Regions from separate parts of the Mus musculus genome. Here region 2 is linked to region 1. Evidence: chromatin contacts called from public Micro-C data. All regions are on one chromosome and are shown on one strand. The core of a region is the stretch at or near the end of the contact, and the rest is flanking DNA. Distances in the headings are between cores, read along the strand shown. Region 1 overlaps Galnt17 (polypeptide N-acetylgalactosaminyltransferase 17). Region 2 holds the start of Galnt17 (polypeptide N-acetylgalactosaminyltransferase 17).

Region 1 (6,813 bases), core at 2,842-5,341:
GCTCGGATCAGGCCTTCTCGCTTTTGATTGCGTACCACCTTCACCAGCCCAGGGTAGCGTTTGTGGACGTACTCTTCCAAGGGGGCCTTCAGCTCCTCTGTAAATGACAAAATGCAAGAAACGCATGAATAAGTCAACTCAGATCTGTACCCCAAATGCTGTGAGGGGATTGAATATCTACGTAGTACTAATGTAATAGCTAGGAATACTAACACCTGGTGGAGAGTACCAGAGTTCGGTTCTCAGAACCCACAGAGATGGCTCAAAACCACCTGTAACTCCAGCTCTAGGTGACCTGATGCTTTCTATTGGCCTCTGTGGACATCTGCATGCATGCACACATATTCACACAAACATATATGACGATATACAGATATGCATAGCTTAAAAGTATTGAAAATAAACATTATAAAACACCAGAAAGTTCTTTGATTGCAAAAAAAAAAAAAGGTTGGTGTGTGAGGAATTTTAACTCTCTGTAAGATAGGAAGTTAGAATACATCTCCATACACAAATCTAAGACAGCTGTGCTATGACGCACATGGATGGTTAACACTGACTGTCAATTTAACAGAATCTAGAATCATCTAGGAGGAGCATCTCTGGATTAGGTTGAATGAGGTGGGAAGGCCCATACTGCATGTCAGTGGCACCGTGTATAAGCTGCGGTTCTGGACTAAATAAAAAAGAGAAGGCCAATAGAGTCCCAGCATTCATTTCTCTGCTTCCTGACTGCAGACACAATGACCAGTTGCCTTGTGCTCCTGCCGCCATGCCTTCCCTGATAGGATGGACTGTGCCCTGAAACTGTGAGCCACAGTAAACTCTGTTCCTTAGGTGACTTTCATCGGGGATTTCGTCATATCGATGAGGAAAAGTAATAATACCAGATGAAAAGGAAGTGGTAAAAAAAGCCACGGAGAACTCAACACCCTTCTTGGCATGAAGCTAGCTCTGTATCCCTTGTGCAAAGATCAAAGGTGTGTGCCAACATCAGATTTGTTTGTTTGTTTGGTTGGTTGGTTGGTTTGTTTTGTGGAGTCTGAATCTCTCACTGAACCTGGATCTTGCTAATTCAGCTAGACAAGCCACCCAAGGAGTCTCAGGGAGCCTCCTGTCATCTCAGGACTGGAGTTAGAGGAATGCACCACTGTACACAGCTCTTTTATGTGCCTTTGCTGTAGAGAGTGCTAACAGTCCTTTAGCAGATGCTGTGAGGGTTCTTCGAATCTTAAGGATACTTGACAGCTTTTGCCCATTGAAAGGCATTTGGTTTCTGCATGTGTAGGGGCTGGCCTCTCTGCATCATGGGTTTGGTTCTTTAAAGATATAGCCACGTGGCACCTGGAAGAAGACAGGATAGTGTATTGATGAACAAGAAGTGAGAAAAGATGAGATTTGGAAGCTCCTGTTGGTCAAGGGCTGGCATGGTGGGAGGGAAAAGAGGTCTCTACATGGTCCTTCCACACTGAACCCCCATCTCACCTGTTCAAATGCTAGCCCTTCCACATCTGTAGTAGTTTGAATATGCTTGGCCCTGGGAGTGGCACTATTAGGAGGCATGGCTTGTTGGAGTAAGTGTGGCCTTGTTAGAGGAAGTGTGTCACTGTGTAGGTGGGTAATAAGACCTTCCTCCTGACCATGTGGGAGTCAGTCTTCTCCTGGCAGCCTTCAGATGAAGATGCAGAACTCTCAGCTCCTCCTGCACCATGCCTGCCTGGACGCTGTCATGCTCCTGCCTCGGTAATGAACTAAACCTCTGAATCTAAAAGCCAGCCCCAATTAAAAGTTGTCCTTGTAAGAGTTGCCTTAGTCACGGTGTCTGTTCACACCTAAGACACTACCCCAGGATGTGATCTACATACCCAGGGTGTGTGTAGAAGACAAAGGGCAACTTTCAGGCAGGCGTTCATTCTCTCCTTCTACCATATGGCTCATGTTGTCAAGGTTTCTGGCAAGCTCCTTTACCTGTGAGCCATCCCTCGGCCTCTCACAATTAATCTTATTTCTCTTCTTTTCCTCCACAGGGTTTTAAGAAATCTGAATGAGAATTGCAGAGCTGTGCAGATAGCCTGAGGAAGCCATGTCAGAGGTGACAAATAATGGGCACAGATGAAAGTGCTTCAGCTAGCCATACAAAGAAACTATTTGGAACAGAAGTATTAAGGGAGATGGTATAAAAGTTAGGCAGAGAGTAAGGGGACGAACACTCACCACTGCAGCACACATTTGCACAGAAAAATATAACACCACCGGGCTGGGGAAGTCTTTCACCTGTGCAAAGACTGATAAGCCTACCAGAACACAGTTAATATGGTGGCCAATTGGAAGTCCTGCCAGTGGCAATGGATTAAACACTATTCGTTTGGGAAAAAAAAGCATCTGAGAAAGAAATGGGGTTGTGGAGATGGCGCATGGTAAATCACTTGCTATACAAGCTTGACGACTCAAGATTGGATCCCCAGCACCCATTAAAAGCTAGGCTCGGTGACATGAACCTGTAATCCCAATGCTAGGTGGGGGAGGATGTAGACAGGAAGGTCCCTGAGGCTTTGTGACTGCCAGCCTAGCTCCAGGTTTAATGACGGATCCTGTTTCTAAGGATTAAGGTGGAAGATGATTAAAGAAGATACTGAGCATCAACTCCTGGCCTCTCTACTCAGGCCCCCATGGGAGCACATGTGTGCATGTGCGTGCGGACAATACACACGCACACATGTGCATATGAATAGAAAGAGCTGAGGGTGTTGCTCAGTGGCAGTGCATATCCAGGGCCTTGGTTCAATCCCTAATGCTGGGAGAAAAAAAAAATAAAGTTATTCTTAACACTTTATGTAAGTATTTTTTTTTCTCTCTCTCTCTCCTCAAACAAACTAAGGAAGAAAACAAAAACCCATTTCTGCAGAGATAAATGTTTACCTTCCAGGACTAGAGGAAATTCAATACTAAATTGGCCAGGTGCCATCTGGGAATCGTCGTGTGGCTGAAGGTTTTGATAAACAGTATTTGGGGGAGTTGGGGAGGGGGAAATGCCGCCCATGATCAGAAGGGAATAGCAAGGGAGGATCATCGGCTCCTTAACAATAAAAGCCACAGCTGTCATCCAGGCTCCGGGAGCGTGAACGGGAAGTGAGACGGGATTGGATAGTACAAACTAGTGGAGAAGGATGTTAGTACAGAATTCTATCCAGGCTACTCACCCTCCACAGTGTTACAGAGTGCGCCGCGGGTATTCCCTTGTCTCAGAGCCCTGGTTAGAATCAAGGACTAACCCAGGAGACTCACCTCAACCTACTTCCAAAATCAATGCAAGAAGCTCTGGTCCACATGCTCAGGGGCTTGGGAGATGGCCACTGGGTCAGGGGCTGGATGGAGTTTCATGGATCCACACAGTGGATCACCACACCCCTCCACCCTCACACGTCGTTAGGGCTCTGGGCTGAGAATAATCAGACCCTGCTCTCTCAAAATGTGGGCACAAGAAGAACTGATCTGAGCTTGAGAGTGTTCTAGAATGCACTTGCATTGCAGTCACTGGCAGGCCTGAAGTATAGCCTGAGAAGTGACGTGTGTGTGCGCCCACCTGCACTTGTCTGTGTCTATGTGACTATAAGGGCACATAACAATTAAACAAAAATCTTTAAAACCTACAAAGTATTTGTTTTTGAACTTTTCATTTAGATATGTTATTATTATTATTATTTTGCATTGTAATTGATGATGACAATGATGATGATGATGATGGAGAAGGAGAAGGAGAAGGAGAAGGAGAAGGAGAAGGAGAAGGAGAAGGAGAAGGAGAAGGAGAAGGAGAAGGAGAAGGAGAAGGAGGAGACTGCATTATGATTGACTACAGGTAACCAAAACTGTAGAAGGCAAAAATGCAGGAGGTGAGGGGTGAGTGACAATTATAATGCCCAAACCAGGTCTTTATTGTTGCTGCCGTCATCAGCCCCCCTCTCACCCCCCCACCAATGCTACTCTGATTACCGACGCCACTCTCTGCCCACAGCTGCTGAGTTAAGGGACCTGCTGCTCCCTAGGAATGTGTGGGTTGAGGCAGCTGGGGAGGAGTGAACAGCACATATGGCGTGTTCCAATTAGAAAACAGAACAACAGTGCCTGCCTTCAAGCCAGGCATCCTCAGAGTCCGAGTCACCCAGGAGCCAGTGAAAATGCAAGTTCCCTGGCTTGTCTTGAAGCTGGTGTAATACAGTCAGACTCGGCGCAGTTTGCCAGCAGCCCAGAGGAGAATTATGCCAACACGGAAAGTCCCAGAAGCACACATAATAGAAAAGTTACCATGTGCAACATCTGGAAATGTTCAGGTAGCACCTGTGGAGTCCTAGGACTGTATCATCACCCTGATCATGAATCCTAAAACCCCTACAGCCTTTCTCAACCTATGGGTCATGACTCTTCTATGGGGGGGGGGGGGGTGTTGTCAAATGGCTATTTCACAGGGGTCACCTAAGACCACTGAAAACATCAGATATATATGTGATGATTCCTAACAGTAGCAAATGAGCATAATTTTAAATGAAGTAATAATGAAAACTTATGAAAATGAAGTAGCAATGAAAATAATTTCATTGTTGGAGGTCACCACAGCATGAGGAACTGTGTTGAGGTGTCTCGGCATGAGGAAGGGTGAGAACCACTGCTCTAAAGACTTGCTTTCATTTACCAGCTGCCCCAGCCCTTGCTGACCACTGATAACTATTTCTGTCTCTCTGAATTTGCTTATTCTGGATAAGTCAGAAAGTTAGACTCACACAATACATGACCTCTTGTGTCTTCTAGCCTTGCTCATTTAAAAAAATACTTTGAAAACGCTTTATGTATCATTACTGTGGACAGGGAGAGATGTATGTGTATGTGTTGTGGCACGGTGTAGAGGTCAGAGGACAGCTTTGTGGACTTGATCTCTTGTTCCATCCTCGTGTGAGTTCTGGGGACTGAACTCTGGTCATCGTGCTAGTGCAGCCAGTATCTTTACTTGCTCACCGTCTTGCCAGCCCTTTGGTCTCTTCCAAAAACATATTCCAAAAAAAAAAAAAATTTATTACCTTAAAATTGTGTGTATGTGCTCCAGTCTATGCTTGTTCCATTCTGTTCCTATGATCAATCGCTCTGACCAAAGCAACTTAGGGGAGAGAAGAGTTCATTTGACTTACACTTTCAGTTCAAACCATCACTGAGGCAAGGCAGTGCAAGAGCTCAAACAGAGACCTGAAGGCAGGACTGCTTACAATTCCTCTGACCAGGGAACTCACGCACAGACAAGGAAGTACAGTAGGAATTATCAGAGATGCTCCTTGCTGAATCTCTGACAGGCTCCTGCTCATCTAGCTTATTTATACTGTTGGTAAATATTTAATATCAATCAGAGGTTTCAATCCCTCCTTACATCACTTGGTTCCAAGATAAAAGATATAAAATAGACACCTTTCAAGCACTAGAACTGGGCACATATAAACCCTCTAAGCTATTAGTATCTACTTCCCTATCAATAACCCTGAGTTATAATTTGACATGTTTTATCTGGGACACTCTTATTCCAATAGGCAAGCCCTTGTGGCCATATTTTCTTGATATACTAACCCTATGGCATCTTCTCCTCTCTCTACCATCTCCTCTTCCCCTGTGATCTCCTGCCTCAGACCCCAAGCCTGGGAACTAAAACTCTACCTATCTCTCTTCTGCCCAGCTCTAGGCTGGAGGCATCTTTATTCACCAATCAGGGGTAACTTGAAGGACAAGGTTACAAAGCATCACTAGGTGTACATGTGGACCTCATCTTCCCTGGGGCAACCAGGCCCAGTATTTCTAATTACAATACATAGCAACAGACCAAACCTCATCAGTTTTAAATTAAGGAACAAGGTTCACCCAATAAAGCCAGGCAAATGTGAGAATTCACTTGTAGGCCTAGACCTCTAAGTATAGAATTTAGCATTACAATACGTAGCAACAGACAAAACCTCAACATCATACAGTCCAGAACTACCTACCTAGGGAATGGTGCTGCCCACAGTGGGCTTGATCTTCTATATCAATGAAAATCAAGAGAATGTTCCTCCCCACAACATGCCTACCCCAGATTTGACCTGGAAATTCCTTAAGTAAGATTCCCTTCTCAGTTGATTCTAGACCATGTTAAGTTGGCCATTAAAGCTAAATAAATAGGACACTACCAATCAATTTCTCCATGGTTGATCTTTGTTCCTGGCTGGTCTTCTGTACTCTCTTCTGAGTCACCAAAAGCTGGAAGGATCAAATAGGACACTTAGATAAGATTCCTTCTCCCAGAAGGACCTTCCAGTGGAAACTGTTGATTATGGTCCACATTTGTAACCTTAGAGCTATAGTGGCGGAGCCAGAAAGATCAGGAGTTTGGGATCATTCTCAGCTATGATTCTCAGTCATTCAGACTGGATGAATGGACTGCCGCACCCCTCTCGGGGAAGCACCCAGTCCTTGCATCTTGTGAGTACCCCAGGATCATCCCAGGACCAGCCTTTGGCTGCACCCACAGTGAGGGCTCCCAGTTCACTGGGGTTCAATCACATTCATCTCAGAAGATAAGGTTTTATCACAGATATTCATCAGGACACTTTACATTTCTCAAGCATCATTTTTTTTCCTGAGATAGTTTCATATTTTATGTATGTGCAAATCAGCTCCAAAAAATAGACTTAAAATTCCAAGATTCCCAGGTGTGCATGAAAAGATCTTTATGCCTAAAATAACCAGCCCACTAAATATATAAAATGCAGCTGAACCAAGACCAATGACTAGCTAATCTTTACA
Region 2 (6,909 bases), core at 2,261-4,760, 220 kb after region 1:
GGTGTGGCCATAACATATTTCATGTCCCTAATGGAAATGATTGCTACAATGACCTGTGTCCCTGCATCAGTGACCTGTGTCCCTGCATGTAGCTCGAGAGTGAGCAAGCTCTGACTACTTGGGGTGGGGAGGGGGTATCTCATGAATGTGTTTCTGCAGGTATCAATTCAGAAAAACAACTCCCACTTCCCTAATGTGGGTGAGCCAGGCTGGCCTTACATGCCTGATTCCCCTGCTCCACCTCCACGGTGCTGAGTCCGTTGATTTTTAATTGCTCAGGTTCGGTCCGTTTTGTCTTGAGGGGTTTTGGAGAAGAGCTTCAAACACAGCCTTGGTGGGCTGCCCTGATGGCCTGGCCTCATTACTGGTGAGAGGTACAACTGTGAATGCTAGAAAGTGCGTCAAAACCAACTGGATACTTAGAGTATGCTGCTAAGAGGACTGGGACATCTTTTCGTGAATGCAGGAGGCTGGTTGCACCCCCTCTCCTGGAATTACCCAGAAGGGATCATCAAAGGGCAAGAACAAAGCTGTCTTCCTCAGTCCTCGGCCACCTGTCACGAGGCTGGTCAAGTTTACACGGGTTACGGTTGTACCTACAGATCTATACAGTTCATTTATCAAAAATAATTTTTTTAAATCGTATATACTTTTAACGTCAGAGTTTGTGGCTAGTGGGGTAGCCTAGTGGGTAAAGACCGAGAAGTCTAAGGAGGTAAGATCCATCTTCAGGATCACATGGTAGAGGAAAGAGCTGAGTATAATAAATTGTCCTCTGGTCTCCATATGTGGTCTGTGGTATGTGTGCAGCTTCCCCAAATACAATACAATACAATGCAATACAATGCAATGCTATACACACACACACACACACACACACACACACGCACTTACTTTTAAATTAAAATTAGGTAGATAGAAATTTGTGTCTTGGGGCTAGGAAATTGGTTTGGTTGGTAAAATACTTGCCAGGCAAGCCAGAGGACCTCTGAGTTTGGTCCCTAAAACTCATAAAATAAATAAATAAATAAATAAAAACTGGGTACAGTAGCATGTATGTGTAGTCCCAGAGCTGGATTCCTGGGGTTGCTGGTCAGCCCGCCTCACTCATTCTGTGAGTGAGTGCCAGATCAGAGAGAGACCCTGTCTCAAAAAAATCCAAGGTAAATGTACCTGAGGAGTGACATTCAAGGTTGACCCCAGCCTCCAAGTGCATACACACACACACACACACACACACCCCTGCATCCAGACACATGAAAAGAAATTTATGCCTTATAACCAAGAACATGGGCTCTGTGGTCAACCAGAGTCCAAACTACTACTTACTAACACCAATCAGGACTTAGGTACTGGGTTAACTTCCCTGAGTTTGGTTTGTTCTGTTCTCCTGTGGGGGAGGGGCCAGAACCTCCAAGGACTAATGGTTATGTCCCACCATGCACGCGTGGCTCTTGTAATGCTCCTCTAGCACACAGCAACGACTGACTTATTAGCAGTCGTGACAACAGCTGGCAGCTCCAGGCCCTGGTAACATGCAGGAGGTTGGGAACAGAAAGCCAGACTTCAGTAATCACTATGTCTTCTTTATATTAGACTACGTGACACTGTGAAGACAGCAAGCATCCAGGAACCATCAGTCTCTTGAGCCAGGTGGAAGCAATATATCAACACACACACACACACACACACACACACACACACACACACACACACACACACACGCTCTTCTATGGCAACTCATTTAGAATAGTTTAGGTGAGACAAGTTCTGGAAAAAGCTACAAACCTGAATGCCAAGCCTCCTTGTTTGGCTTAACTTTGTGAACAAACCCCTGCTTCCCAGACCCACTAAGAACTTGACCCTCGATTGCCACGAGGTTCGGGAGTAGACTGGTTGTTAATAGACCACCTTGCACCCAGGCAGTGGGGAGGAAAGAGTCTGCATTCTTAGTGATGCAATCAACCTAAAGGAATAATGTATTTACTCGAGCCCTCACTTTGCAAGCCATGACACCCACTTCCCTACCAGCTCCTCCATCAAACACCATGAACTGACAGCTATTTCCTTTCTAGAGGTTCCCAGTCTGCAGTATGTTCTAAGCTGGAGTCACGAGCAGAGACCAAGAGTCGACTGTAGTGGCAGGTTTCTAGAGGAAGACCAAACTTCCAGCTGCAGTATATCATGAAAAAGAATCCGGTGGTGGTTTCTACAATAGTCCCAGGCACAGGGCAGGGATGGAAGAGAGAGATCGGGCTGGTTCAGATGTCAGCTTAGGATACAGAGAGCCAGGGAGATCACCCTGTGCCCTGCTTGCACCACGACCCACAGGCGGCAGGGCACGTCCTTACCATTAAGCTGCCTGTAGACGATGTCCTCCAGCAGCGACAAGCGCTTCAGGACCGCATCCTGGATGGGGCTGGCGCTGTGCGCGCTGAGGTTGGCCACCTCTGCGCGAGGCCGGATCTCGTGGAAGGCGTCTCCGCTGCGCACCGCGATAGGCCGACACTTAGCCAAAAAGATCACGAAGCCGGCCACCGCGATCAAGTTCAACACCAACAACACTTTGACTCTCCTCAGTGAAGCCATCAAACAACACGGCCGGTCCTTTCCCTGGACCCACGCCTCTACCAGCCTCACCTGCGAGGCGCAGGGCAGCCTGAGACGGAGTAGACCCCACACACCGAACAATGGCCGAGGGAGGGGGCAAAGGGCTGGGGGTCCCAGCTGCTGTTGACCACAAAACGCCGATTCTCTGGCGCCAGTAACCACTGGAAGGACGCGGCTGATCTCTCACATGGAAGCCCCTGGCTTGCAAAAGTGTCTCTGAAATGCCTGCTCCGTCCACAGCACGCAGTCCCTTCTACAAGACAGCAAAAGATAAAGGTCCCAGGGTCTCTCCCTGTAGAACAGCAAACAGGTTGCCTTTAGACTTTGGACCTCCTCCGCAGACGTAGACCTTCAGGAACAATCCTTTGGTAGTCGGAATGCTCTGGGGATGTGGCGGGAGTGGCGCGCAGGTGCCGGGCTCCAGCTCTGCGCCCGCCGGCGGAAGAGCGCGCCACTCCTGGAGTTGCGCGGCCGACACTCTCGCCCGCAGGCGGCCGTCGCAGGGCGAAAATAGAGTTCTTCAGCAAAGGACCCGCTCCTCAGGGCGGGTGTCTTTGTTCAGCTCACCGGCTCTCTCCATCACTCTGAGAAGAGGAAAACCCCGCGCCCCGTGCCTGCATCCTCCAGGCTCCGCAGTCACGCTCAAATCTCAATGACTCTCTCAAAGTGGAGGGGGGGACAGCAGGAAAGGGGCGGGAGCAGGGACCCAGCGCGACGTCCTCTCCGCCCCCACCCCGCCCGCAAAACTCACCAGTGCGCACAGCGCCACGGGTTCCCGGACACGTTCCAAGTCCCTACACGAGCCTCCGGGGCCTGCCGGACACACTGGCTTGTCTCGGGAGGTGGCGCGTTGCGAGGCTGGCCGGAAGGAGGAGTCGGACCTCCAAAGTCACACCAGTTGTCTACACGCCTTTCTAAATGTCGCGGGGGAGGGATGCGCGCTGGCGCCCCCGCAGCCTGTCACCACGGCCCGTGCAGCTCGTCCCAAGCCCCCAAGGGAACCAAGATCCGAGTGTCCCGATCACCGGATGCAATGACACCGCGGCTGCGGCACTAAGAGTACACACGGTCCCCTAGAGGGAATGGTGGGATAGATTGGAGCAGCTGGGAGCCAAGAGGGGATGCTCAGGTGGCGACGGAAGGCGGGGCGCGGTCCCGAGGGGAGCGGCTGCGGCGCCGACTCCTCCTTCGCGGTCCCTTGGTCACCCTCTTCCCTGAGAGCCAGTCGCCAACGCCGCTGCCACCCGCAGGCTGCGGAGCGCACAGCTAGGGGAAGCTGGCCCACTCTTGCGCGCGCACCCGGAAAGGGTGGGGGTGTCTGGAGAGAGCGGGGAGCGCGCCGGACCAAGAGCAGTCATGTCCTGTTGGCTGCTAAGGGCTGTGAGGGACCCTTGGGGTTCTCAGCGCTCTCTAAGCAGCCGGGTTTGTTCCATCCCGGCAGACGAGGAAGACATCCCTTTCTCTTGGCTTAGCTGCTCTGCTTAGCTTGGCCCGGAATGGCTAGAGGGAAAATCTGGCCTGGAGACTCGGATTCCGCTACTTTCAGAGCAAGGCCCTGTGTCCTTCTTGCTTGAGCCCTGGGAGAGTTCTGACCATCTTAGTTGGTGCTTCTGTGCTTGCCCCTACTCTGTAAACTCTTATTTTGGTGCCATGCACTTGGATTTATGGCCCTGATGGGTCTCCACAACCTACTTCTTTTCCTGAGACCCAGGAGTTCCAAAGACTGGAATCCAAACCTGCCCTCTAATTTTTTTTTTTTTTTAATTGCTTAGGCCAGAGAAAGAAACCAGACTGCCAGCAGATAAGAATCAGCTGAGTGAATTCAGGGACTCCCACTTCATTCTTCCCATCCGATTAAAGTTTGTTGCTGTTGTTCATTGGTTAGTTTTGTTTGGTTGACTTAGATTTAAGCTTTTGGTTGGAGCATGGAAGGGGGGCGGTTCAGGGGGCATGTTCGGGTTTGGGGGTTTGGAGATGGGATGTAGTTAAGCTGTTGAGCTGAAGTTGAGTGCTTGCCTAGACCTCAACTGGATATTCCCACCCCACCCCCCACCTCCAGCTCTTCACAGCCAGGCTTGCTGGTGGCAAGCCTATAATCCCAGCACTTGGAAGGTAGAGGCAGGAAGATCAGAGACTCACAAGCATCCTTGTCTATAAAGTAAGTTCCAGGTTAGATTGGTTGGGTTTCTTTTAAAAGGGAACGAAGTGTTTTCTTGTTTGCTTTTGTTTGTTTGGACCTTGATGGAGATTTTAGTGTTCCTTTGTTTATGCCATCTCAGTTAGCCTAGGCTAGTTAGCCCCTAACTGATGATTCCTGATCTCTTAACTTCACCTCCCAAATACTAGGATTGCAGTCCTAGCCACCAAGCCTGGCCCTCATTTCAATAAAGGTATTGTTGTTTGGGGGCTTGGGGGGGGGGGAGGGAGTTCGTTTTCCTTTGTTGTCCTTGGTGTTTTACACAATTAACAGCAAGCACCTTTACAGTTTTTCACTAAAAAAAAAAAAAAAAAAAAAGGACATGGAGAGCCAGGCTTGGTGGTGTGGGTGTCAAGTCTGCTACTCAGAGGTCTGAGTGACACAGGAAAAGTCCCCAGAATTCCAAACATCATACAGTCACAAAAACTACCTGCAGCTGTCAAAACCACGCCCCTGCTAGAACACGAGACAAATCACAGTCAACTGCTATGGACAATCTGAGGCAGCCTCATATCCCACACCTGGGATTAAAATGAAAACATTCTTATGTTTCTGTGTTTTTAAAGAAACCAAAATTCCCACTACAACTTCTCATGATGGAACAGTAAGTAAGATGTTTCTCTAGTCCTACTTTCTTCCTTTAAAAACAAACACAAAACTTAGTTGTGTATGTGTAGAGACGTGTGTATTTGTGCCACAGCCCATGTGTAGAGGTCAGAAGACAATTTGCAGGAGTCAGTTCTCTCCAGCCACTATGTGAGTCTCAGGGATTGAACTCAAGAAGTCAGGCTTGGCAGCAAGCCCCTTTACTTCCTTGAGCCATCTCATTGGCCTGCTCTTTTATTTTTTTATTTCTTTGGAGCCTACTCAGGATCCTTAGGGATTGAATTTTTTATAATCTACAGCGAACTGAGTACAAAAATATGGCTTGATAAAAAGCTGTCTCAAAAAGCATGGAAGAAGCACTTTCAAACATCTGTGAGGTCGGAAGGAAGTTGGGTAGGAGGGCATCCCTGGTTCTGTGTCATTCAGAGCATCAGGGACTGGATGAGGCTAGGTCTCCACAGCTGTTCATGAAGACCCAGACCGGGCAGCATCAGTAGCACAGAAGAGGGGGGCTGAAAAGGTGGAAGATGTGATATCCTTGCTCAATCCCATATCTGTGAGTCATCGTCCCCTACCCCCACCACTAACAAAATACAGAACAATCTAGTCAGGGGACAGTATAGTGTACTTATTTGACCAAAGTTTTATACGACACAGGAGCCTTCAGGCATGGGAGATGCAAGGAAAATTTGGGGTGGGTTAGGTTTGAGTTTGGGCTTGATTTCTGAGATCAATCTCACTGTAGAAGAACACAGGCTGGTCTAGAAATTATGATCCTCCGACTTAGCTACTCAAGTGCTAGGATTACAGGTGCACAGCACCATGCTCAGACTGTGAAGTGTTTAACTTTGTGCAATAAGGGATAGAAAGCCACGTAGAAAAGCAATAGGACAAAAAGGCCTGTCCTGAAAATAATAGATAACACTCTCCCACTGAGCCACACTCCAGCCCCTCACTGGGGGATTCTAGGCAGGAGCTCTACCACTGAGCCACTCCCCCAGCCCCTCCCTGGAGGATTCTGGGAAGGAGCTCTACCACTGAGCCACGCCCCCAGCCCCTCCCTGGGGGATTCTAGGCAGGGGCTCTACCACTGAGCCACGCCCCCAGCCCCTCACTGGGGGATTCTAGGCAGGGGCTCCATCCCTGAGCCACACCCCCAGCCCCTCACTGGGGGATTCTAGGCAGGAGCTCCATCCCTGAGCCATACCCTAGCTGGAGGATTCTAAGCAGACACTCTACCACTGAGTAGAGCACTCCCAGCACAGGATGGGGTTTTAATTACATGGTTGCAGGACCTGAGCATATCAGCATGAAAATGTAGATCTTGGAATATCCATGATGTGGGCCATTCCTTGAGATTACAATGTCAAAATTCTTTTAGGAACATAAATGCTGCACAGGCTGCACAAGGAAGCTGAGGAGAACAAAGCCTATAGATATGTCATAAGCTCATCTAGGCCAGACGGGCATTCTCTGGCTAGATATGGAGAAAGACG

The links. Hi-C and Micro-C count contacts between places; a contact is called where the count stands out from the background.
Region 2: a contact with region 1 is called in a Micro-C map of muscle stem cells, with 3 times the contacts expected there. The contact joins the promoter of Galnt17 here to the enhancer-like site in region 1. A contact is called at or near these places in 4 of 39 promoter capture datasets (hematopoietic stem and progenitor cells, hippocampal neurons, second pharyngeal arch cranial neural crest and 1 more), 6 of 484 Hi-C or Micro-C datasets (adipose-derived mesenchymal stem cells, cerebellum, cerebral cortex and 2 more), 5 of 115 datasets of contacts at active chromatin or transcription factors (embryonic forebrain, embryonic stem cells, forebrain and 2 more) and 2 of 9 other capture datasets (adipose tissue and liver).

Annotation. Positions count from the first base shown.
Region 1 is chr5:131,085,975-131,092,787 of GRCm38.p6, forward strand. Galnt17 (polypeptide N-acetylgalactosaminyltransferase 17) reads right to left here. Exons shown (of 11, transcript NM_145218.3): 4 at 1-97. Gm40338 (a long non-coding RNA gene) reads left to right here. Exons shown (of 3, transcript XR_868570.1): 2 at 838-980; 3 at 2,028-2,833. Among named protein-coding and RNA genes, the nearest start is that of Gm40338, 4.7 kb to the left of the region's middle. Within about 2 kb of position 4,092, at least 20 of the 459 cell types and tissues checked have an H3K27ac peak or open chromatin away from gene starts, as enhancers often do. A contact at or near this core is called in cerebral cortex, muscle stem cells and nephron progenitors, where this site is marked.
Region 2 is chr5:131,304,012-131,310,920 of GRCm38.p6, forward strand. It overlaps Galnt17 (polypeptide N-acetylgalactosaminyltransferase 17), which reads right to left and starts at 3,511. Exons shown (of 11, transcript NM_145218.3): 1 at 2,352-3,511. The coding sequence starts at 2,589.